6 separate regions of the Mus musculus genome follow, and regions 1, 2, 3, 4 and 5 are each linked to region 6. The links are chromatin contacts, called in public HiChIP or PLAC-seq and Micro-C maps. All regions are on one chromosome and are shown on one strand. Each heading gives the region's core, a stretch centred on a gene start, on an enhancer-like site or on the middle of the called end of the contact. The rest is flanking DNA. Distances are from core to core; before and after follow the strand shown. Region 1 overlaps Gm34801 (a long non-coding RNA gene). Region 2 overlaps Thada (thyroid adenoma associated). Region 3 overlaps Thada (thyroid adenoma associated). Region 4 overlaps Thada (thyroid adenoma associated). Region 5 overlaps Eml4 (echinoderm microtubule associated protein like 4). Region 6 overlaps Gm35125 (a long non-coding RNA gene).

Region 1 (4,006 bases), core at 548-3,047, 300 kb before region 6:
GAAGAGACACCAGGACCATGGCAGTTCTAATAAAAGAGCATATTTAACTGGGGGCTTACTTAGAGTTTCAGAGGTTTAGTCCATTATCATCATGGTGGCAGGCAGGCAGATGTGGTGCTGGAAGAGTAGATAAGAGCTAGGTCCTTGTCTGAAGGCAGAGAGAGGGAAAGCCTAGGACCGGCACAGGCTTTTAAACTCCAAAGTCCACTGTGAGTGACACACTTCCTCCAACAAGGAAGGCCATACCCACTCCGGAAAGACCACTTTTCATAATCCTTCTAATCCTTTCAAATTGGGCCACTCCCTGGTGTCTAAGCATTCAAACATAGGAGCCTACGGGGGTTGTTCTTATTCACTCTACCACAGGCTGGTTCTCAGCCATTTGTACCCAAACTCACTCACTGGTGCTCGGCCTTCATCTCCCCCTGCTACACTGGTCTCCTTTGAATCACAAGGGCTGAAAAGCCAACTCTAAATTTCCAAGAGTATATGACAACTTGTGTTCTATGTATGACTTATCTGGGACTAAGAAGTCTTATACAGTAGTATACAGGAGTGGGAAGGTGGCCAGAGACCATCATCCTCCTGGGTGGTACCCAGGAGGCAGGGCTGGGCTGACATCAAATTGTTTCAGCCTCAGCAGCAACAGCTTTCTGGCACCTGAATTATAGCAGTGACGATCTGAACTGAAGCACTCAATCTCACAATGCTTGCAGCTTAGAGCTTTCAGTTTTTATCTAATAAAGGTTCATACAATATATATTATCTGCCAGAAACTGTTAGATGCAATTTTTTTTTTTTAAAAATTATGTTTAGGAACCCTCAGTGTTTCTTGACTTGGCAATAATTTTGAAAGCAGCCCCTGTATTCCTTTGTGATGTAAGCACTTGGTTGGAGTGGCTTTGGTTCTCTACGAGGAACCCTGTCTGGTTCAAGTTGTTTTGTCTTGAGTGTTGTACTTCTGCCATATCTTCTGTCTGTGAAAACAAAGATATACTAGTTCTCCAGAGGATGTTAAAATCTCCCATGATAATATTTTTGTCAGATTCTAATAGGCTTGCTTTATATATCAGAACGGTTTCTTATTGAATGTAAAAACAACAACAACAAAAAACCAAAACAACAACAACAACAAAAGCCCCCACTATTCTTCCTCATTTCACCCCTATTCCTAATACTGCATTGCCAGAGGACAGATTTGTCCTCGAGAGTTTAGTTTATTGTGGTTAATGAGGTGTCTTATTCTCGGCACAGGACATAATTTCACTCTTATTTTTCTTTCCTTTTTGGTATTTTCAAGACAGGGTCTTACTACGTGGCCCTGGCTGTCCTGGAACTCGCTCTGTAGACCAGGTTGGCCTTGAACTCAAAGATCTGCCTGCCTCTGCCTCCCAAGTGCTGGGATTGAATGCACGTGCCACCACTGCCCAACCCATAATTCCATTATTTACAGCTAAATAAAACTCTGCTGTGTATACACATATGGTCTCTTCTGGTCTGTTGATGAGCATCTACACTGGTTCCGTACCTTGGCTGTTGACCAGTGCTGATCCTACGGATGCTGCGTTTCCGTGGGTGCCCACTAGGGGTCTGGGTTTCTGTATCTGCAACAGGGAATTGGACAGAGACACGTGAACAGAAGAAAATAAGGTTGAAGAATATATTAAGAAAGAAGATAGCTCCCAGGGAGGAAGCACCCCAAACAGAGAAATGTTCGGAAGCTTGGCACTAGCACTCGGCAAAGGACAGGGTTACTTATGTCCCATACGGAAGCCTCTGAGGTCACGTGCCTAGCACTGCCTTTCTCCTGCAGGCCATGTGGCAGGTCACCCGCAGACACTCTGGAGTGCCTCTGCAGCTGTGCCAGTGGCTCCAGCCAGATGCAAGAGAAGGCAGTTCCAGCTTCCCTCTTTACTAGGTTTTTCTCATATGCTAATTTTGTAGCCCTTGGGTCTCATTTTAGGTCTCATTTTCCACCATGTTCCGATCTCTGAGCCTGACACTGGTCCCTGGAACCGTTTTGGAGAGCTGGGGGATGCTGCTCCATTATCCTATAACTGTTTCCTGTAATCAGGGAGCATGGATCTTTCCATGAAGAGTCTACCGACCGCCTGGGAAGGGGAGGAGGGGCTGGATTCCCTGGATAGGAAGTGGCTGCAATCTCTCAACTCGAAGGAGTCGGTCTGACCTGCTGCCATTCTGGAAAGCACAGGAAAGCATCTCTCTGACCATCAGGCAGGCTCCCCCTGGGGCCGTCAGTCCTACAGTACACAGCCAACCTCACTATTTTATCTGTTGAGCTCAGACGTGAGACTCTTCAGGCTGCAAGACAAGCAAACACTCTAATTGTTGTATATTAAGAATGTGCCAAACCGATCCCCAGGATTCTGAGGGCGGGACAGATTAAAAGGAAAAACTGTGTGGCTGTGATTGCCGAGCACTTGTGAAGCCATCTGTGCCAAAGGGAAAGCCATGCAGCAGGTTACAGCAACCCCACGGGCTTAGAGATAGAGAGGACTTACTTCTGCATCTAAGAAGTTCTGGCATCCTTTTGATTGTCTGAAGAGAATTTTGAAGGTGCAGGTGGAATGACCTTGTCTTCCAGATGCTCTTGAGGCTGAGGAAACTCAAAAGGGACAGGTTTTTTTAGAGTATGGCTTCTTGTGTGTGGTGCCTCTGGTGTCAGGCAGCATCAGACCTGGTTCCTTCCGGTATATGTAGCTTTTTTTTTTTTTTTAAACAAAACAAAACAAAACAAAAAAAAAAAAACAATGGGTCTACAGGGTTCAGATTCTAATAGAGTTTCACCATACCTGGCGCCAGGCACACAATTCTCATTCATGGTATGACCTGGAGTTTCTTTCTTTCTTTCTTTCTTTCTTTCTTTCTTTCTTTCTTTCTTTCTTTCTTTCTTTCTTTCTAATCTTACATTTAAACATTCCTGCCCTGGGATGTTTCTTTTTTTTTTTTTTTTAAGATTTATTTATTTATTATATGTAAGTACACTGTAGCTGTCTTCAGACACACCAGAAGAGGGCGTCAGATCTCATTACGGATGGTTGTGAGCCACCATGTGGTTGCTGGGATTTGAACTCAGGACCTTTGGAAGAGCAGTCAGTGCTCTTACCCACTGAGCCATCTCGCCAGCCCTGGGATGTTTCTTATAAACAGTAACTAGCCAGATTTTTAACAACAACAACAACAAGTCCAGTAGGTGTCTCTACTATTTCTTAGTGCTGTGGACCAAGCCCAGGCCCTCCTCATATGCTGGGGAAGCAGTTTGCTATAACCATGAACCTCTGCTTAGGTCCTGATGAGCTATTCTAATGGGGAATACTATGTCCCTCCCCCTTGCTACCAGAATATTCAAGGGGGAGGGGGCTGATACAATGGATCCTAAGAATCACTACTGCTCCAGGCATCTATGCTGGGGGAAAGACAGGGACTAATTAGCCCTGGTTCCAGGGACAGCCAGAGGATGAATGAGCTTCACAAGAACAGATGGGACACAGCCCTGACAGCTTGTCCCCATTACAGTAACGCATGCCCAGCTCCTGGCTTCTGTCACCTTTTCTGTAAAACCATCACAATGTTGCAGGCGAGTCAGAGAGAAAGCAGGAGCCGTCCTCTACAGGCTGGCAAACTAAATAAACGTGTTTTGTTTTACCAAAAGTTGTTTCCGAATAGCTTTTAAAATCCAGAGAAACTAAGGCAGTAGGTTTATGGTCAGTCGACCTGGGAGAGTTCATCTCTATGGACTAACTGATCATCGATGTGTGTGTGTGTGTGTGTTGCATGGGAGGCATGCATGCCACAGTGTGCAGGTGAGATCAGAGGACAACCTAGCAGAGTTGGTTCTCTTCACCTTGATGTGGGTTTTGGAGTCGGAACGCATGTCTTCGGGCTCGCACCGTAAGTTCCTGCACACTGAGGTACCTTGGTGAAGAAACAAATCAGTGCGTTCTCAGTATTGCACAGCACAACTCACTCCCAAGGCGTTCTCATC
Region 2 (4,048 bases), core at 926-3,425, 350 kb after region 6:
CTTTTAAAAAACCTAAACTGTATCTGATGGTCCATGCCTGTAATCTAAGATGTTCAAGAAGCAGAGGTAGAGGGACTGCTGGTTTAAAGCTTGTCTGCTTCATAGTGAGTTCAACTGTAATGAGAACTTGTCTCGGAATAAAAAGTAAAAGGAATCCTGGGATGTAGTTCAGCGGTAGAGGTGTCGACTAGGATACAGGGGACCCTAGATTCAATCCTCAATAACAAAAACCAACCCCCTAACCTTAGAGTCCAAGGGATCTGATACCCTTTCTCATCTCCATGTACACTTCACACACACACACACACACACACACACACACACACACACACACACACACTTTGTAGAACATTTATTTTTTTAAGATCACTCCTACCATTGTTTTTGAGACAAGGCTGACCTTAACCTCCCTATGTAGCAGAAGATGCTCCTGACCTGATCCCGTATGACTCTCCACCACACTAAACCCACGGCATCCTTTTAGGGTCTTGGCACATTCCTTCTACCGCATGAGAAGACTCTCTATGCTGTGTCTTCTTCCTTCCAATCAGAGAGGTTGGAAAGCCAGCATGTGGGGCTGGTGAGATGGCTCAATGGGTAAGAGCACCCGACTGCTCTTCCGAAGGTCCGGAGTTCAAATCCCAGCAACCACATGGTGGCTCACAACCATCTGTAACAAGATCTGATGCCCTCTTCTGGAGTGTCTGAAGATAGCTACAGTGTACTTACATATAATAAATAAATCCTTTAAAAAAAAAAAAAAAAAAAAAAAAAAGAAAGAAAGTAAGCCAGCATGTGGGCTCTGGGAATACTGTTCAACTGGTAAAGTGCTACATGCAAGCATGAGAACATAGCCTGGCTCCCTGGGACCCAGGTAAAAATCTGGGTACAGTGCCATTTACCTGAAATCCCAGAGCTGGGAGACACGATAAGAGATTTCTTGAGGTGAGCCAGTATAACTGATTTGGGATCTTTATTTAAATAAGGTGGGGCATGATTGAGGAAGACAGTCAATATCAAACTCTAGTCATCACATGCACAAACCCCTCAAGAGACAGAAAGACTGGCTGGCCATGGTGGTGCACGCCTTTAATCCCAGTACTTGGGAGGCAGAGGTAGTCAGATGTCTGTGAGTTCAAGGCCAGCCTGGTCTCATCACAGGTTCTAAGACAGTTAGAAATACAAAGAAGGACCTGTTTGGAGGCAGGGGGTCAGGGTTGGGGGTCAGGGGGGAGACTGACAGAAACAGAGAAATCATGAAGACCATTCTTTAGCTGAGTCTCTCGGCTTCCTTTCTCTTTTTACCTGCTCCATTTTAGCCTCCTTTCATCTTTCCTGTAGTTGACTTAGCAGGGAACTAAGATGCTCACCAGAACGTTATATCCTAAACTAAGCCTTGAATTTCAAATATCATTCTTGTCTCTTCAAGCCTCCCAACCCACTAAGTCCACCACTGCAAACTACAAATAGTGGGAGTTTAAGTCCCTATTTTCCGTGGTGAGAGGCAGCCCCACCACAGGCAAACCCTGTGACCGACTCCTTTTCTCTCCAGGTGGTTGGCCTTGAATCTAGCAGGCTGTGCGTTGGGCATCCTGCCTACTGGGTACTCATTTAAAAAAAAAAACCAAACAAACCCAAAACAAAAACCTGTGGTTTCTGGGAAATGGATATTGTGAAATGGAGTGAAAAGAACTTGCAGTCTGAAACTAGTGGCCTTTCCCTCCCCTCACACTTGAGTAAGAACTCCCTGACAGAGCGGCTTCTTCAAAGATGAGAAACAAGGGAGATTTATGGACAGGCCTGTTAAAGAAAGCTGGGACTGCTTGTAGCCACGGTGGAAGGTCAGGGGATTCCTAGATCTCTTCTAGGTTGGTAGGTAGGGTAGACAGGAAGGAGATGAGCCACCAGAAAAATATTCCTGCTAGTTTCTCAGTCAAATCCAATTTTTGGCCAGAAGCCTACTTATGTTTGGCTCAGTCTCTTACTTATAACTCCTGAAGGGCGAGGAAGGGCTAGAGGCAGAGCCTAAGGGCGACACTGCACATGACACATCCTGAGCCCTGGGAGTGCAGAGCCAATGATTTCTATGTGCATTTTGTAAGTATAAAGTAGAGTGTGGACTATCAAACAGGCCTCCCCATCATTTCCCTGGCTGGAGAGGTCAGAGGAATTACATCATGGTGGCCTAGTGGCAAAGGCTTATAACACTGAGGACTCTTACTTTCTGGTCTGACAGGACTGAAGTACCAGTGTGACCTGACCTAAGCCTGCAAGGCTCATTATGGCTCACAAGGGAGGCTGCACAGGAAAGCCCACCACCCTGAGGTCCAGATCCACCTGCCTTTCCACAACCAAAGAGAGCTACAGAAACCAGGTCACAGTCTGATGCAAGCCACTCTAGGTGCTAACCTGTCAGCTACCTTGCTGATGCAAGATATTCTCTATCCTGAAAATCTCTATCCTTAAAAAGCTTCTGGTGTGGGTGAGCCGATGAGACTCCTGACCAACAAACACCAGAACTGAAGAAGGTGGGTGTGACCAAAGTCGTCTGAGTTCTGATGTCCAAAAGGCCATGTGGAAAAGGAGGTCCAAGGAGCTGGCTAGGCCTTAGGAACCTAAGACTAATGGGCTGACTTAGCACAGGCCATGACAACACTCCCACAGACATGAAGTAGGTATAGGCAGGGTGACTCTAAAAGGACCTGGGACTCTACCCATTCTTGGGTCTTTCCACAGTGTCACTCTGCCATATCCCTCCTGCATGTCTTTATTCTTTAGCCTCTACTAGGTGCTGTCACCCAGTCACTTCTCTTCCCATCACTTCTAACGATATGGTGATTGTAATTGCAAGGTGTGTGTGCTTGTCTTCTAAGTAAGCCTTTACATTTCAGGCAATGGATGGGGCTAAAATGTCACACGGATCCACATTCACTTGATTTTATTTTATTTTTTTAATTTTGAGACAGGATTTCTGTGTAGCCCTGGCTATCCTAGAACTCGCTCTATAAACCAAGCTGGCCTCAAACTCACAGATATCCACCTGCCTCTGCCTCTCAAGTACTGGGATTAAATGTGTGTGTCACTACCATCTGGCCCATATTCTCATTTATGAGGACAGAGACAATTCATCCATCTTTTCTCGTATACTTGGCTCTGTGAGTTGCGATGATAAAAGCAACATGGATGCAAGCGAGGTAAAATCTGTCTGGGAATGATGAGCAGGGTTCTAAATAACCAAGGCCAGGGGCTCAGTACCATTCAAATGTGAGCCCCCAGCTGCCAGTGTGAATGCAGCTAGCCCTCTGCAGTATTAGAGCATGTCAGAACTAGAGGATGGAAGTGGGAAGTATGCATCTCTCTTCCATGCCCATCCCCTACCATGTAGACGGGGAACGTCTTAGCTGAGCATGTTGCTACTTGGCTCAAATCAACAGTCCTGGGCCTCTTGTGAGAGCTGCAGACCACGAGCAGCTCCTGGCTGCTAAGGTTGATGTTGAAGGAGATGCAGCACCTACAGTGGCCTTCCCTTCCTCCTGTCACTAGACAGTGCACATGGGAGTGAGGCTGGACCTACCGTCTTAGAAGACAAGAGGGACAGTACAACTGCAAATGTAGAGCAGTGGGAAATAAGGTGTGGGTCCCTTGATGACAGGGCCACCACACAAGCCTGCTGGGTATTCTGAGTTAGGGAGAAAAGCTACTGACTTGTTTAAGCAACTACAAACGTGGTCTCCATGCTGCAGACACTAGTGGTTTGTTTCATGCTTGAAGCTGGAATCCCTGTCCACACATGCCCTACACTCTGGTACTGTGGGTACTCCTGCTAGAGGTGTGTGTGTGTGTGGGGGGCAAGATCAAAGGAGAAGAGAAGGCAGTGTCGAGGTCAGCTTTGGATTCTCACCTCCTGTTCTCTGCCTTTGGTCCTCAAGACAAGCTTCATTTTGTTTCTTTTAAAGGCAGGGTCTCACCATGTAGCTGGCCTGGAATTCAAAGATCTGCCTATTTCCACCTCCCAAGTACTGGGATTAAAGTCATGTGCCACCACACC
Region 3 (3,675 bases), core at 153-2,652, 450 kb after region 6:
GACCAGCCTGGTGCAAAGAGAGAACTGACTTTCACACATGTGCTATGGCATGTATGTACCCAAACCCATATATACTCACAAAATAAATAGATGCAATTTAAAAAAAAATTTTAAAGCAATGCATTTGCTAAAGATGGAAATTTATAAAGTAAAATTTAATTAATAGCATTCATCATGAAGCAAGTCAAAAGTAATTTTACAATCTTCTAGTATAAATTACATAAGCAGGAAGTTAGATTACAGTTAAAAACAGATATATGTACATGTGTATACACACATATAAACACTAAGCAAAAATACACTTGCAGGTTTGTTTTGACAGTTGTTGGGGACAAGGACAGGAATATGTTAGAAAATTTAGGCTAGATGGTGGTGGTGCACGCCTTTAATCCCAGCATTTGGGAGGCAGAGGCAGGCAGATCTCTGTGAGTTCGAGGCCAGCCTGGCCTACAGCGTGAGTTCCAGGACAGCTAAAGCTACACAAAGAAACCCTGTCTTGAAAAACAAACAAACAAACAAACAAACAAACAAACAAACAATAGAATCCAAGGACTATTAAAATAGAAAACCACAGAAGTGGTTTCTCATCCCACTTTGAACACTAATAAACTTTGTGATTCAGCTATGTCCCAAGACTTCCCCTCACTAAACTTGCTCATAAATACCAGCAACTGTGGTCTGCTTTCCATACAGCTCAGCTATCTGCTCTTGGAAAATGGTGCCCACTAATGACTGAGACAACCCTACCTTCCAGGGTCCCTCTGAAGCCTAGGGGAGGAGCAATAGTTTCCAAGTTACACTATTAAACAACTCTTCATTGCTGCTTCATTTGGAATGCCTTTGGAATGTGCGTTGACCCTGGGGCCATTGGATAACTTATTTCTCTCCATCTGAATTCTAACAGGGCGTGTGCTCTTTTGTCAACCTTGCTGCACTACCTCTGGTCAGAGCCATTGCTTTCATCCCTACGAAGTTATTACAAGCGCACAGCCCTGTCTGTGTAAGCTCGCAGGATGCATCTCATTTACCCTTTCTTCCCACGGCAACCCCTGGCCACTACCTTGTCTACAATACTGAATGACACTGAGAACAGAGACTTGAGAGCATGTTCTGGAATCTAGCATGCCTTGGTGTAGATTCAAGTACTCTCACTAGTGAGGGTCTTAGGGAAAGTCAACAGATTTTCTAAGATTTGCTTACCTTTTAAGGCTACTGTGAGCTCAAATAAGGTAACGAACGGAAAACACAGTGCCCACCAGATGAGCGGCAACCGGTTATTATAATCTGACAGGTAGGGTCATCTGAGAACTTAAAGCTTCTGTGAGCAAGTATATTCTCTGTTTGTCTCCAGTGTTCTCTGTGTCAAAACAGGAAACAGAGCCTTGCCTGTACCAAACATCCTGCACGTGCTCACAGAGCCCCACCCTCACTCTCCATCCTGTACCAAACATCCTGCACGTGCTCACAGAGCCCCACCCTCACTCTCCATCCAAATAAGCTGCACAGCAGAGAAGATGCTTCAGTCTCTCTGGGCCAACTGACTGCTCTCACACCTTTATTCTCCAGGCCTAGGGCTCAAATTTATCATGCACGGTTCACTCCACTGCTATTACAGCAAAGATGTTTTCCATTGAATGCTGTCCCAAATCTTGCCTTTAGAAAAATGTGTGCATGTATAGAAGAAATAATTAAAAGAAAGTTTGCATCCAATAAATTAAAAAAAATCTATATACATTTGTGAATGTCATCTTCACATTCTCAAAGCATTCAGTGATGGTCCAGGCTAACAGGTTCTCTTTAGACCCCTAAACCTGCTTCTAATTCATCAAATGATCTCCTGCCAACTGCACTGGCCTTTTCCTGCCCACTTGCATTGGTAGCTAGGACTTAACAACTGCACTTACATCCTCTACTCAGTTCGTCACGGGTTTCTCCATTCAAATATACCAAATATAAATGAATCAGGACTTTTGGAGTTTTGGAGCTAAACTGAAAAAAAAAAATCCTTCCTTCGGATTAATGAGTGAGGAATAAGAACTGTAGATACTTGCTAAGCTAAAAACTGCACATTGTCAGGTCTGATGAGCAAAACAAAACAAAAATATCATGTATCTGCAGGTAAATCGGTGATTGTATGTAAGTTAACTGTGACTGACATAACAAAACCACATGAAGAAATGCTGACACTATTAAGCCACAACAGAACATGAGAGAAGGACGATGTGATCCCTTGGGGCTGGGCCTTAGGAGATGCATGATTCTGCAGTCACCCGCACTCTGCTGCGTGGTTGCTAGGCCTTACCCAGATGCTAATTTTTAAACTAAAATGGCAGCTGCACACCCCTTCAGCAGCACCCAGCCACCGCATGTGGCAGACACATGCATGCAGAGGTAGCCGCGGCTGATGGCTGCTTGCATGCACACCATTCCTTTCAGTGCTGGGCAATGGCATGTACAGTGCTGGGCAATGGCATGTACAGTGCTGGGCAATGGCATGTACAGTGCTGGGCAATGGCATGTACAGTGCTGGGCAATGGCATGTACAGTGCTGGGCAATGGCATGTACAGTGCTGGGCAATGGCATGTACAGTGCTGGGCAATGGCATGTACAGTGCTGGGCAATGGCATGTACAGTGCTGGGCAATGGCATGTACAGTGCTGGGCAATGGCATGTACAGTGCTGGGCAATGGCATGTACAGTGCTGGGCAATGGCATGTACAAGTCCCCCAGAGAAGGATGGAAAGGGAATGTGCAGTATTTATGTCCACAGTGCACGTTCATTACTCAGAATTACTTCTTCAATAATGAAGAGATGCATGGCTTTTAAATGCTAATGCCTGATTCCCTGCCCTTACAGAGACAGAGACAAAATATAATTTTCATAGTTCACCTGATATTTCATCTCAATCATTCACCACTTGTTTGTTTTTTTTCCCATAATGAATAACATTTGAAACTAAAGTTCTGAGATTCCAGTAGTGTTTTAGACAGCTGGGAAGAAGATTTTCTCTGTAGTTGTGACACACAGTTTCCCTTAGTAAGAACTCTTTCCCAGGTCAAGAAGAACGCTTTGGAAGGATGTCCACACAAAGATATTGGACCCCCTTAGACCTAGAGATTTAGGAAAAATATTTTCAGTCTTACCCAAAAGAAAAATGAAGTGCTCTAAATATCTAAAGATGTAACACAGACTATCACCCTGCCATTCAGTGGGCTCCAGCTTGCTGGCATCTCCCCTACAACAACTGGAAAAGCATTGCCAGATCTACCTTGGGGGCTCACAGGCTGGAATGAGCGTTGTAGAAGAGCCGAGGGTGCAGATTCTGCAGCCTGAGACGACGACGATAAGCTGCACAGCCCTCTCGGAGGCAAAGCTCTTCCTAACTGCCCTGCTCTATCTACAGGGACTAAAAAAGGCGCCTGCAGATTCTACTGTGGTTCTGCACATAGCACCAGCTCTCAGGGTGTCTCCCTTTCTCGAAGGTAGTGGACAGGCGTGGAAGCCAGCTAAACAGGCTGGCCTTCTGCTGGTGTTATACTGCCAGGAGTTCTAATTCTCAAAGTGACTTAGAACACTTGTACCTCGCATCATCAACCTGGGAGAATGGTCTGTGCTCACAATGAATGACTTTCTAGGTCTTAGAGGACTATGGCTCAAGGAACAGCCAGAGGCT
Region 4 (3,562 bases), core at 857-3,356, 470 kb after region 6:
GGTGGTGCGGAGTAGCTGTGAACATTTCCTGCAGTCACCATCACCATCCCCACATGGTTGAGAGGAAGGTGCTGCCATTCTCTGAATCTTATCCAGGGAAATTTCACCCATGGGGCCAGGCACCAGCTTCACTGACATGGTCATGCCTATGTCAACAACACACACTTACTAAGGACTTCAATGCTCTCTACAACCTGGTTTCAGAGTAGTATTTAAATCTTCTATACTACTGTAATCTTTGACTATCTCTCAGGACCATGCACATACTCAGATTATATATAAGTAGGTCCATTTGGAAGAGTATTTTCAATGTAGCAACTTCCTGTCTCTAGGAACAACCAACAACAGATGGTGTGGTAAAAGCCTCTGCAGAATGAATGGTCTCGACATAGCCGATGGTGCACAGCACATCTTGATTTCTAATGGCGCTGATACTGTTTGTACCTTTTCCCTTTTATCAACTTTCTGAAACACTGCTTAGCTGCATCCTCCCCTCAAATACACACAAATGTTCATGAAAGAGAACACTTTTAAGGCTCTTGAAAGTAAAATTTACCACCAAATTTCTAAAATGAATCACCCAATACTGGAGGAGGCAGACGGTAACTTTGTATCGGAAACCAAGCCAGTCCCAGTGAGTCACCTCTGTGATCACAGATAGCACAACCACAGCCCAGGCTTGGTGGCAAACAAATGGCCACAGCATCACATGTCAGAACCTCGTGTTTCATGGTTTCTCACATGGAAATGCGTAAGTCAACTATGTGAGCCCAGGAAGCAGAACACAAGATGCTGCACAAATAATAAACACACTCAAGCTTTGTGTTCTTGTGCTTCCCCAAGTCCATCTCAAATTTCAATAGATCCATGAAAGGCACATGCTAGTCAAGAACTCCGAAGAGTAAGAGCTGATAATAATATTATAGCTTCTAAAGTGAGTCATAGGAAAACACAAATGCTTTTTGAGGATCACACGTTAAGGTGCACAGTCAAAAACTAAAAAGTGACAGCCATTTCAGAAGAGGTACTGGGGCCTTTGGTGATGTATCCTGTAGTTGGTGTGCACCCACATGCATTATGCTTTTGCATCTCTTTTAGGCACCCCAAGTTTGAAACAGAAGATTAAGTGGGACAATGGGCTAAGTGGCATTGCCACAGGCACACCAGGTCCTGGTTGCTCTGACTTCCACAGAGTAAAGAGCCAGGTGCCTTAATATTCTTTTAAACCACAGGGCAGGGAATACATGCTAGGATCAAGCCCGCCCAGCATACCTGTGTTGGCTGGCCCAATACTGTTCAATACAAACCATAGGCAGTGTTTTCAAAAGGGATACTTCCGATCAACATCACACACCCACTAGCCGGTCTCCAAGGAAAACACTATCAACACAGCCATAGGCGCCCACACCCAGGGGCTAAGCACAGGTAACTGCTCAGAAAGCACTGGAGAACAGTCAGGAGCAATAGCAGAAAGCTTCACTCTCTTGCTTTCACAAAATGGCTCCCTAAGACAATATATTGATTATAATTCTCCAAATAAGAACAAGATAGAACATTCTCTCAAGTTCCCTGCAATATGACACTACCTGATAATGAAAGGAACAAAAGGGGCCAAGCTGAGCGCAGATGATGTGCCGTCCATCGGCGATGGGTACAGTCTCTCCAACACCAGGAGTAAGAGGAACATGCCAGGGTGGCGATCAGGCTCTCCCAGTTCACTGAAGGAAAGTGATTACACATAAAAGATTTCAGACTGAAGAAGGCAGGCACTGCTTTCAAACACATTTTGTCACTTTTTTTTTAAGATTTATTTATTTTATTTATATCAATACACTGTAGCTGTCCCATTACAGATGGTCGTGAGCCACCATGTGGTTGCTGGGAATTGAACTCAGGACCTCTGGAAGAACAGCCAGTGCTCTTAGCTGCTGAGTCATTTCTCCAGCCCCACATTTTGTCACGTTTTCCTGTTTCACTTTAACGTGCACAAGGAGAAGCCTCTGGCAAAGCAAGGGTCCTGCACGCAACCCTCTTCTAAAGCCAGTGACTCTCTGGAGTCACACTTTCTGTACTGTGCTGTCCAGAGCTTTCAGGAAATGGGAAGCTCTCCCTGTCTGATGGCTTTGAGGAAACATGACTAGGCCATTACTCACTAGAACCAGAAAACCCTCCCTGCACTAGCTAGCAATTAGAGAAAAGATATCTTGACAAAAATACATTTCATTGATATAATTACATTTTCCCATTACAGACAGTTTATATGTATTTATACCAGTACAAAGACTGCAGAAAAATTAAAAAGTTGCATGTTCTAAGATATCCATAGTAAAAAGTCTACTGTCAGCTACAGAGTAAGACTGAAACAAAATGACACCATTTCTTGCCGCCCCAGGGGACTCAATGCCCTTTAAAATGACTCTGCTTTATATTTCTAAAATTATTGATCATTTTTGCTCAGGGACCCACATTTGATCACAGGCAACTTAGCTGTTGTTTCACAGCAGCAAGCTGCAACAGGCCAGTAATACAGGATGTTAAGAATCTATTAAGTACATTTAGTAATGTAGACAAAAATTTTAAAAAATAAGAGGAAGAAATAATTCAGGTATGTGTGTCTATGTGTGTAAGTATGTGTGTGTGTGGCTGTGTGTCTGTGTGTGGGGACTAGAGGTCAACCTTGGATGTTAAACCTCAGGAACTGTGTCCCTAGTCCTTTTAAAATGTAAAAAGTTTTTATTATTGGGTGCATGTGCCATGACACACAGAGGACAACTTGTGAGGTGTCACTCTCCGTTTACTTTCATGTGGGTTTGGGGCACACGGACAGGTCATCAGGGCTCAAGCCATCTTGCCAACCCCACTTTGTCTTTTGAGATAGGATTTCTCATGGGGACCTGGGACTTACCCAGGAAGTGAGGTTGGCTAGCTAGTAAGCCCTAGGGCCCTTCTATGTCCGAATCTGCAGGGCTAGAATTACAAGTGCACATGGCATAACAACAAGCTTTTTATATGGATATTAGTGACTGAACACAGGTCTTCAGGTCTTCACTTAATGAAAACAGTAAATTCTTTTTCACCCCATCTTGATCCCACCCTGAGACCTGAGTTCTCTGTGTGACCATGGCTGTTCTGGAACTCTGAATAGACTGGCCTTGAATTCAGAGATCTGCCTGTCTCCTTAGTGCTAGAATTAAAGGCATAAAGATTTTATGTGCATATGTGCATATGTGTGTGTGTGTGTGTGTGTGTGTGTGTGTAGGGGGTGTCTATGTGCATGTGTGTGAATATAACCATGAAGACCAGAAGAGAGTATCAGATTCCCAGGGACTGGAATGACTGACATGGGTTCTGAGAAAGCAGCAAGCACCCCTCGGAGTCACCAAGTACTGTCTGCAGCCTGTCTGATGCCGGCTTCTGGCCACTGTGGGCTCCCATGTGCATGTTCATACTAACATGAAGGCAGACACATACATAAAAATCAAACTTAAAAGAAAGTTGTTTATTAGGATACATTAAGTATTCCTAGTGATAATTACATATGAAATCTCTGATCCTCATATAT
Region 5 (3,537 bases), core at 621-3,120, 400 kb before region 6:
ATTAGCAAATGACGTGATGAATTAGCATGGTGGCACAAATCCTTTGATAGTCTTGATAAAACAATTCACTCACGTGCATAAATAAAGAATTAGTTCTTCTAAACACACATGTAGTGTGGGGCTGAAAATTATTTTACTTATTTTACACAGATTGACTATGCTTTACTTAAAATGCTTAGCACCAGAAGTGTTTCAGCTTTCAGGTTTCTGGCATTTCGAATATTTATATTTTCATTATAAGAGATCTTAGGGCCAAATTGAAGTAGAAACACTGATTCGTCCGTTTCTTACACTCAGAGCACAGAGATAAGGTTATACAGTGTGTTTAGTACACTTGTGTTTTGACCCACCTATCACACAAGCTTATAAAGTTCTAGATTGTTAAGCATTTCGGACATTCGCATTCGGAGTTTTCAGTTTGCTTATCCTGGCAGCGCAGACCTGTGCTCTTAGCAGTCTGGAGGCAGCGGCAAGAACATTGGTCACAAGATCAAGGCCAAGCAGGTCTACATAATGAGACTATCTCAGAAAAGAAAATAAGAATGTTGGACTTGTATGAGCAAAGACTTAGTGTTTGAGAAGAGAGATTTGTTTATTACTGCTCCATATGTTTTATACCATACCCTAAAACCAGTCCACTTATAAACTGGTCTACAAGCAATCTGAGATACTTGCAGAACTTAATTTAAAAATATTTTCTTTCTTTTGAAAACAAGTTACAAATCATTGTTTGCATCTTTTAATTAATTTATCAACTTAATGTCTGTAGTATATTAAAAAAGATTTAAAAAAAAAAAAGATATTCCAACTCAGCTGGAAAGTGCTCGTCCTGCGAACTTGAGGGCCTTGGGTAGAGCCCAGAACCTTGGTTTAAGCATAAGAAGCTAGGCGTGGTGGTGCTGGATTGTAATTCCTGCCCTGTGCGTGCAGAAACTGGCAGGTCACTGGGATTCACTGCCCACCAGCCTAGCCTATTTGGTGAGTTCCAGACTGGTGAAGAAATGTGAGGTTGTCATCTGGCCTCCGTGTGTATATGTGCATTCACATGGAACATATGCACACACACATACAAAGAAAAAAGGAAAAACTATTTCACTATGAGGATTTTTTAACTTAACCATGGTAGGCTGTAAGTTGTTTGACTATCACGTGCAGGATTTGTGTGTGAGTGCATGTGCACAGTGCACATTGGAGGCGAGAGGACAGCTCTGCATGGCTTCCAGTGCTGGGACACAAGTTCATGGCACGCAGGTCTATAACCACTGAGCCATCTCACTGCCTAACTTTAAATCATGCTTCAGTTTGTAACCTCTTGACAGAAATAAACAGGCCCCAAAGCTTATTTAATAAATAGGGCATAGGAAATATGATTTAACCTTACAGAACCTATATTTTGTTTGTTTGGATGGTTTGTTTTGAGACAGGAACTTCTTATGTGGCCCAGGCCGGCCTCAGCCTCCTGCATCCTAGGACTGTGGAGGTGCACCACCTCACAGAGATGGAGTGGGAATCTGGCTTTAGAGTTGGCTGCAGTGTGGGCTACTTGCTTATTAACTCAGTCCTCCTTTTGCAGTTGTCTTGATATCATGGCAGATCTAGAACTTAAAGTTTTCCTCATTTGCCATCAAGGACAGACTGTGCAGTGCTTATGATCCTCAGAGTGTGTTTTATTATTACCATGTGTTGTATTACCATGTGACTTACCCAGCAGAGAAAAAAAATAGTGGCGTCTAACAGCTGACAAGCAGAAGGACCTTGGAAATGTTGGGAAATGACAGTCCATTAATCACATGAGACAGTCTCAGGACCTGTGTGCGTACACAGAGCCGTTAGGGCTGTGACGGTGGGCACGGCTCTTGCAGGCAGCCTGTGTTTCTGTCCCTGCTCTGTCTACCCCACCGCCTGCTCAGATGCTACTGTTGCTCTGTCTGCTATTAGAGGACAAACTGGACCAGGCTGGATCAGCCACCTACTAACTTGTGACTTCAAGCAAATTGATAGCTTCTCTGAATCTTATTTTCATAAAATTGAATTTTAATAGTTCCTTTCTTAAAATGGTACAGCTAGAGCTCAGGATTCAAATGCAGATGCTGGCCCCTCCTTCCAGTCGTTTTCCTGATTGTATGCAAAGGGATTAGTAAAGAAGCCACGCCATAGTCCGGCTAAGGGAAAGGTTTTTATTGTTGGGGGAGCATGCTGAATATGGCCAGAGCTAGGGAAGCAAGAGAGACAGCATAGCGAGCGAGGGAATTGCGGGGAGACCAGCCAGAGGGGTGTGAAGAGAGTGGGGATCTAAGGGTGCTCGCTTTAATGTCTAACATGGGGATGGAGGGAGCATGGAGGTCAGGCGTGGGCTTTGTTATTTAGGTAAGGGAAATGACCCCTCCTGGCAATAGGAACCAGGTTCACCAGCTCCTAAGGAGTGCTGGCTTACACAGCTGTCAGCAAGCCTTCTGTAGCCCACCGTGGGCTCTGGGTATATGCACTGGTTGTTGTACTGCCCGAGACCTAACACTGATACTGGCCAACGTTTACATGAACAGTGGAGCAAAAAAAAGAAAGAGACAGACTAGAGTGTTAGGAAATAACCCGTGTAATAGAGTATAACCATTCTGAGCAGCTGCAGTCTTCCTCCCTGTGGTGTTATTGTGTGTGGACATGTTATTTCATAGATGATGGGGCAACGCAAGGATGCAAATCTGAGCGCTCTAGTACAGGGCAGCAGGCAGGTTTAAGTGTCCCTACACATTGTCCTTCCAGAAACAAAATATGAGTGATGGTTCCACTGGGCAGCACTCAACAAGATACCTACCTTTTCTCTTTCCAAAAACATTATTTTACAATTATTTTTTAATTGTTTATTTTGTGGACCATTAAATGTTTTTATTGTTTTTTGTGTCCTGATTCATCTAAACTTCCTAGAAATCTCAAAGAAAATAAACCACAAAAGCACCTCAGATTTGAATAGAGTTATGTGCTTTGCAGTTACTATAGTAGATTATACAAAGTACTCCTAGCTTTAAAATTACAGTACTGTCAGGCGGTGAGGGTGTATGACTTTAGTTCAAGCACTTGGGAGGCAGAGATAGGCAGAGCTCTATGGGTTTGAGGCTACCCTGGTCGACAGAATGAGTTCCAGGATAGCCAGGGCTACACAGAGAAACCCTGTCTTGAAAAATCAAACAAATAAAATTAGTGATATAGACTGCTGTAACCAATAAGTCCTGCTCAAATCACCCCAGCAGAAGCCGTGTAAGACACTAAGAGACACACACACACAGCCTTCTATATTAATATGCCTTAAAGAGCTCAATGGCTGGGCCATTCCCAAACTTCCACGTGGCTTGCACCTCCCCTCCAATACTCCTGGGCTGTTACTTAATAAAATCTATATTCCATTTTTGCTGTCCTAGACTAATGGGGGCAGGGGCTGGGGCTGCTCTTCCAGGCTCTTCCATGATTGCTGTGCTCTCCCTCCTGCACCCTCAGGCCTGGTCTCTCTCCTTTCCCGACACTGCGGTTCTCAGTCCTCTCTCT
Region 6 (3,944 bases), core at 181-2,680:
AGGCAATCCATTCCATTTTTCTAACAACGTTTAGGACCAAAACATTGTGTGATTTTTTTTTCCCCAGGGGAGATAAAATTTGGTCTGCTACCCCTCTGGGCACTAACAGACCAAACAATCCCATCAAAGTCCAAAGTCCACTGGCAAACCAGTGGGTGTATCTGGGTTCCTTGTGGCACTGTTGTCTTAGTTAGGGTTTTACTGCTGTGAACAGACACCATGACCAAGGCAAGTCTTATAAAAAACAACATTTAATTGGGGCTGGCTTACAGGTTCAGAGGTTCAGTCCATTATCATCAAGGTGGGAGCATGGCAGTATCCAGGCAGGTATGGCACAGGCAAAGCTGAGAGTTCTATGTCTTCATCCAAAGGCTGCTAGTGGAAGACTGACTTTCAGGCAACTAGGGTGAGGCTATTAAGCCCACACCCACAGTGACACACCTATTCCAGCCAAGTCACACCTATTCGTACAAGGCCGCTCCCTGGCCCAAGAATATACAAACCATCACTACTGTGGATGGCTCAGAGGCAAACTAACTGTACAGTAGGGTCGTAGGCCCTTGTCCACTCTGCCACAGGGCAGAACTCAGAGAGTTTGACTGTGCTTACCCCATGCCAGGGCAGGTGCTGGGCTGTAGGGAGGCATCGCTCCAGGGTGGGAAAGCGCAGTCTGAGATGTGAGAAAGCTGGAGCTGGTTCAGGGGTCCCTGGGCCTGAGACAAGGCAGAGGTAGAGGGGTTCTCAGGCTCTTAGACATCCAGGCGCCCTGGGAGTTGCAGAAGAGAGGTGTCCAGCCCGTAGTGGAGGGTGGGTGAGGGAGGGGAGCTCCAACTTGTCCCATGGGGATGATTGTCCTTAGCCTGGCAGCAAGCTTGGTGGCAGTTGTGGCTGGGAGCCCAGAGAGGCCTTCTCCAGGAGACTAGGCTGTGGCTCTGTAGGCGAAGGCCTTCTTCATGGCACCCCACAACAGGCAGATCTTGATGAAAAGAGTCAGTCCATGGTTCTAAACAGTTTATTGTCATGGTGGAAAATGAGTGTGTAAACCGTACCCACTTCTCAGGGTGGGCCCGAGATTAAATGCCTTTTGCCAGAAGGGATGTCTGGGAAGGGAAAGCTCATTGGCTGAGCCCTCTGGGCCTCTAGGTACCTCATTAGAATGGAGAAGTCTGTTTGGGGCCTACATGACCGTAGGACATGTTTCTTTTATGTGAGAAGCATGGCACATGTTTCAAGTCAGGAGTCTAGCAGGGAGCTGGAGTCACCTGAATCTCAGACTCTAGACTTGCTTTATCTTCCCAAACTTTCTGGAGTGGTTTTACGTCCCACACCCACCTCAGCCTGACTGACAATGGGCTATTGCCCTGGGGCTCTCTGGGAAAGGGCAGGAAGTCAGTGAGTCCGGCCCCTCCCCTCAGCAATTGTGACTACGCTTGAGCAGTCGTACTCCTTGGGCTATGGACAGGGCCTTGGGAGGCTTATGCGTCCCAGAGGCTTCCCGAGACAGCTCAGTTTTGTTCATTTCTTGGGTCTTACATCCCTCCCGGAAGGGATGTTTCAATTCTGAGGAATATTTGCTCCACCACAAATATTCTTCTGAGATATGCATCTGCCCCTTCTGCTTACAGTTGGCATGGACAGTGGCTTCTCGAAGTACTTTCTGGTCAGATAGGGAGCAAAACTAGATGTAACCTAGAAATCCAAAGTAAAATATCTTTATCAAAGAAAAGAAGCAAAGGGCAATCAAAGCAAAGAAGAAGAGGAGGGGGGGGGAAGGGAAGTCGAAAGGGGAGGAGGAGGAAGAAGAAGAAGAGGAGGAGGAGAAGGAGGAAGAAGAAGAGGAAGAAGAGGAAGAGGAAGAAGAGGAAGGGGAAGAGGAGGAGGAGGAAGAAGAAACCCTTAACGGATTAGAATATATGTAGTCCGACTAATTTTACAGTGGTGATAGTAGGGATTCTTAGGGTTTTGTGAGCAATGAAATCAAGAGTGTGAAATGGTTCAGTAAGGTAAAGAATGCTTGGTACTCAAGTCTGGCAACCTGAGTCTGACCCTGAATTCAAGGCAGAAGGAGAAAACCCGGGCTCCCAAAAGTCATCTGAGCTCCATAGGAACACCGAGGCACATGCATGCCTCTCTCTCTCTCTCTCTCTCTCTCTCTCTCTCTCTCTCTCTCTCTCTCGCTCTCTCTCTCTCTCTCTCTCTCTCTCTCTCTCACACACACACACACACACACACACACCCCTATACATACATACATACATACATACATACATACATATTGAGTTTTGAGTGTGGTGGTCTGAATATACTTGGCCCATGGGAAGGGGCACTATTAGGAGGTGTGGCCTTGTTGGAGTAGGTGTGAGCTAGTTGGGGGAAGTTTGTCATTTTGAGGTCCTATGCTTAAGCTCCACCCAGGGCAGAAGAGACCCTCCTCCTGACTGCCCGCGAAGACAGTTTCCTGACGGCTGCCTTTGGATCAAGATGTAGAACACTCAGCTTTTTCTCCAGTATCATGTCTGCCTGGATGCTGACTGGAACACCAGGCTTTAGTTGGATAGGTGTTTCTTTGGGCCTTTGGAAAAGCCGCGCGTGGCGGCCACACGGTGGCACTGCGTCCCCGCCCCAGAAGTTTTTCCTTACAGTGGGGCTTAGGCCATTGATTGGGATTCCATCCTCAGCCTGCAGGGCTACCTGGGGCCCCTCTGTATCTTTAACATGGACTCAGACCATTTTTTCCCAGCATTCCCAAACACAGCACCAGGGAAAGCAGAGAGCTGCTCCCACACACTCTGTTAGCCAAGCATAGGCTTGGGTTAGGAGAACCAGATCAGAGCAGGAGAGTTCCCAAGTCCTGAGGACCCAATTAGATGAAAGTACAGACTGGATTTTCTCCCCGTGTCTCCACAGCTGACCACAGGCTGTCTTTGTGGGCCACAGGAGTGGTCCCCATGTATACACTCACTGTATACACATTGGGAAAATTGTTTTCAGATGTTTATATAGGAAAGTCCAAGGGCCTAGACTGGGATCAGCCTCATCAAAATCAATTTCACAGGAATAAAATTTCAGCCTTATTCACGGGTCAGACCATATCTACTTGTGATCTTTAGCTGCTTAATGGTTGCCCTGGCCTGCGATACGAAGTTAGACTAGAGAACTGGGTATGCAGCTTAGTGGTACAGCACTAACTGCTGTATGCAAAGTCACCGGGTTAATCCCTGGTACCGGAGGATAGGTATGTAGGTGTGTGTATATCTGAATGCAAAGGCCACAGCTTAGTTCTTCAGAACTTTCTAGAATAGACCTCCCCAGGGTATCCTTAGCCCCTTAGCATGGAAGAGGTTATCAAAGCACCCCGGAGAGCAGGTGATCGTGGGAAAGAGGGATGAGGGGTAAAGGGGGGGATTGGGAAGGGTGACGGAGGACAGGAGTCACTAAGGACACTGCCTTGACTTTATAGCTCTGTCTTCTTCTAGTCTCTGGACTGAGGACTGAGGCAGAGATTCCCCTGTGGACAATTTTTTTTTGCCCCTCCACAATACTGAATTTTCGTTCTATAGCTGGGTCTGGCGGCTCATGTCTATAATCTCAGTACTTGGGATGCTGAAGGCAAGAAGATTGTTGTGAGTTAGTTTAAAGCTACTCTAGGCTACACAGTGAGTTCCAGATAAGCCTAGGCTAAAGGATGAGACCCTGTTGCCAAAAAAAAAAAAAAAAAAAAGAAAAAAAAAAGCAAAGATAAATAAATAAATGAAATATTTCGAATTCACCAACTGGTCACGTAAGTCAATTTAAATGCCACTCTGTCAATGGCAAAAGAGGCACCTCGTTGGTGATGTTCTTGTATCAGTCAGGGCCAGAGCAGATGGCAGGCCTTTCTTTATCCTAGCTTGATGTCTGGCTAGGTGGCCAAAGCTGTCTAGGACTCATAAAAATCAAATCAA

The links. A called contact is a pair of places that touch in the nucleus more often than the background predicts. HiChIP or PLAC-seq counts read pairs in DNA pulled down with a chosen protein or histone mark.
Region 1: an H3K4me3 HiChIP or PLAC-seq map of embryonic stem cells shows a contact between it and region 6, with 14 read pairs. The contact joins two enhancer-like sites. A contact is called at or near these places in 1 of 15 datasets of contacts at CTCF or cohesin (embryonic stem cells), 3 of 484 Hi-C or Micro-C datasets (embryonic stem cells and uterus), 14 of 115 datasets of contacts at active chromatin or transcription factors (T-cell acute lymphoblastic leukemia, bone marrow-derived macrophages, embryonic hindbrain and 6 more) and 1 of 9 other capture datasets (embryonic stem cells).
Region 2: a contact with region 6 is called in an H3K27ac HiChIP or PLAC-seq map of trophoblast stem cells, with 5 times the contacts expected there. The contact joins two enhancer-like sites. A contact is called at or near these places in 2 of 15 datasets of contacts at CTCF or cohesin (the NIH/3T3 cell line and large pre-B cells), 6 of 484 Hi-C or Micro-C datasets (the 4T1 cell line, bone marrow-derived macrophages, double positive thymocytes and 3 more) and 18 of 115 datasets of contacts at active chromatin or transcription factors (SST interneurons, bone marrow-derived macrophages, craniofacial prominence and 12 more).
Region 3: a contact with region 6 is called in a Micro-C map of embryonic stem cells, with 2.3 times the contacts expected there. The contact joins two enhancer-like sites. A contact is called at or near these places in 1 of 15 datasets of contacts at CTCF or cohesin (large pre-B cells), 2 of 484 Hi-C or Micro-C datasets (bone marrow-derived macrophages and embryonic stem cells), 9 of 115 datasets of contacts at active chromatin or transcription factors (the SCID.adh cell line, T-cell acute lymphoblastic leukemia, bone marrow-derived macrophages and 5 more) and 2 of 9 other capture datasets (adipose tissue and liver).
Region 4: an HNF4G HiChIP or PLAC-seq map of pancreatic cancer cells shows a contact between it and region 6. The contact joins two enhancer-like sites. A contact is called at or near these places in 2 of 15 datasets of contacts at CTCF or cohesin (the NIH/3T3 cell line and large pre-B cells), 2 of 484 Hi-C or Micro-C datasets (cerebellum and cerebral cortex), 15 of 115 datasets of contacts at active chromatin or transcription factors (CD8 T cells, the NIH/3T3 cell line, the SCID.adh cell line and 11 more) and 2 of 9 other capture datasets (adipose tissue and embryonic stem cells).
Region 5: a contact with region 6 is called in an H3K27ac HiChIP or PLAC-seq map of embryonic stem cells, with 3 times the contacts expected there. The contact joins two enhancer-like sites. A contact is called at or near these places in 1 of 39 promoter capture datasets (neural stem cells), 10 of 484 Hi-C or Micro-C datasets (the C2C12 cell line, adipose-derived mesenchymal stem cells, cerebral cortex and 3 more), 7 of 115 datasets of contacts at active chromatin or transcription factors (embryonic forebrain, embryonic midbrain, embryonic stem cells and 1 more) and 1 of 9 other capture datasets (embryonic stem cells).

The regions. Positions count from the first base shown.
Region 1 is chr17:83,562,229-83,566,234 of GRCm38.p6, forward strand. It overlaps Gm34801 (a long non-coding RNA gene), which reads right to left. Exons shown (of 8, transcript XR_877032.2): 2 at 3,866-3,927; 3 at 2,523-2,617; 4 at 1,529-2,322. Among named protein-coding and RNA genes, the nearest start is that of Gm34801, 3.7 kb to the right of the region's middle. Within about 2 kb of position 1,798, at least 22 of the 459 cell types and tissues checked have an H3K27ac peak or open chromatin away from gene starts, as enhancers often do. A contact at or near this core is called in embryonic stem cells, where this site is marked.
Region 2 is chr17:84,213,761-84,217,808 of GRCm38.p6, forward strand. All of the region lies in intron 36 of Thada (thyroid adenoma associated), which reads right to left. It overlaps Gm36279 (a long non-coding RNA gene), which reads left to right. Exons shown (of 4, transcript XR_385852.4): 4 at 2,237-4,048. Among named protein-coding and RNA genes, the nearest start is that of Gm36279, 24 kb to the left of the region's middle. Within about 2 kb of position 2,176, at least 56 of the 459 cell types and tissues checked have an H3K27ac peak or open chromatin away from gene starts, as enhancers often do. A contact at or near this core is called in the NIH/3T3 cell line and trophoblast stem cells, where this site is marked.
Region 3 is chr17:84,312,324-84,315,998 of GRCm38.p6, forward strand. The region is part of intron 28 of Thada (thyroid adenoma associated); the gene reads right to left. Among named protein-coding and RNA genes, the nearest start is that of Gm24492, 26 kb to the left of the region's middle. Within about 2 kb of position 1,403, at least 40 of the 459 cell types and tissues checked have an H3K27ac peak or open chromatin away from gene starts, as enhancers often do. A contact at or near this core is called in embryonic stem cells, where this site is marked.
Region 4 is chr17:84,332,440-84,336,001 of GRCm38.p6, forward strand. It overlaps Thada (thyroid adenoma associated), which reads right to left. Exons shown (of 38, transcript NM_183021.3): 28 at 1,587-1,718. Among named protein-coding and RNA genes, the nearest start is that of Gm24492, 46 kb to the left of the region's middle. Within about 2 kb of position 2,107, at least 92 of the 459 cell types and tissues checked have an H3K27ac peak or open chromatin away from gene starts, as enhancers often do. A contact at or near this core is called in the NIH/3T3 cell line and pancreatic cancer cells, where this site is marked.
Region 5 is chr17:83,465,246-83,468,782 of GRCm38.p6, forward strand. All of the region lies in intron 19 of Eml4 (echinoderm microtubule associated protein like 4), which reads left to right. Gm46594 (a long non-coding RNA gene) reads right to left here. Exons shown (of 3, transcript XR_003952356.1): 1 at 1-3,537. Among named protein-coding and RNA genes, the nearest start is that of Gm46594, 6.0 kb to the right of the region's middle. Within about 2 kb of position 1,871, at least 5 of the 459 cell types and tissues checked have an H3K27ac peak or open chromatin away from gene starts, as enhancers often do. A contact at or near this core is called in embryonic stem cells, where this site is marked.
Region 6 is chr17:83,864,166-83,868,109 of GRCm38.p6, forward strand. It overlaps Gm35125 (a long non-coding RNA gene), which reads right to left. Exons shown (of 3, transcript XR_877036.3): 3 at 373-1,689. Among named protein-coding and RNA genes, the nearest start is that of n-TIaat17, 4.2 kb to the left of the region's middle. Within about 2 kb of position 1,431, at least 14 of the 459 cell types and tissues checked have an H3K27ac peak or open chromatin away from gene starts, as enhancers often do. A contact at or near this core is called in the NIH/3T3 cell line, embryonic stem cells, pancreatic cancer cells and 1 more, where this site is marked.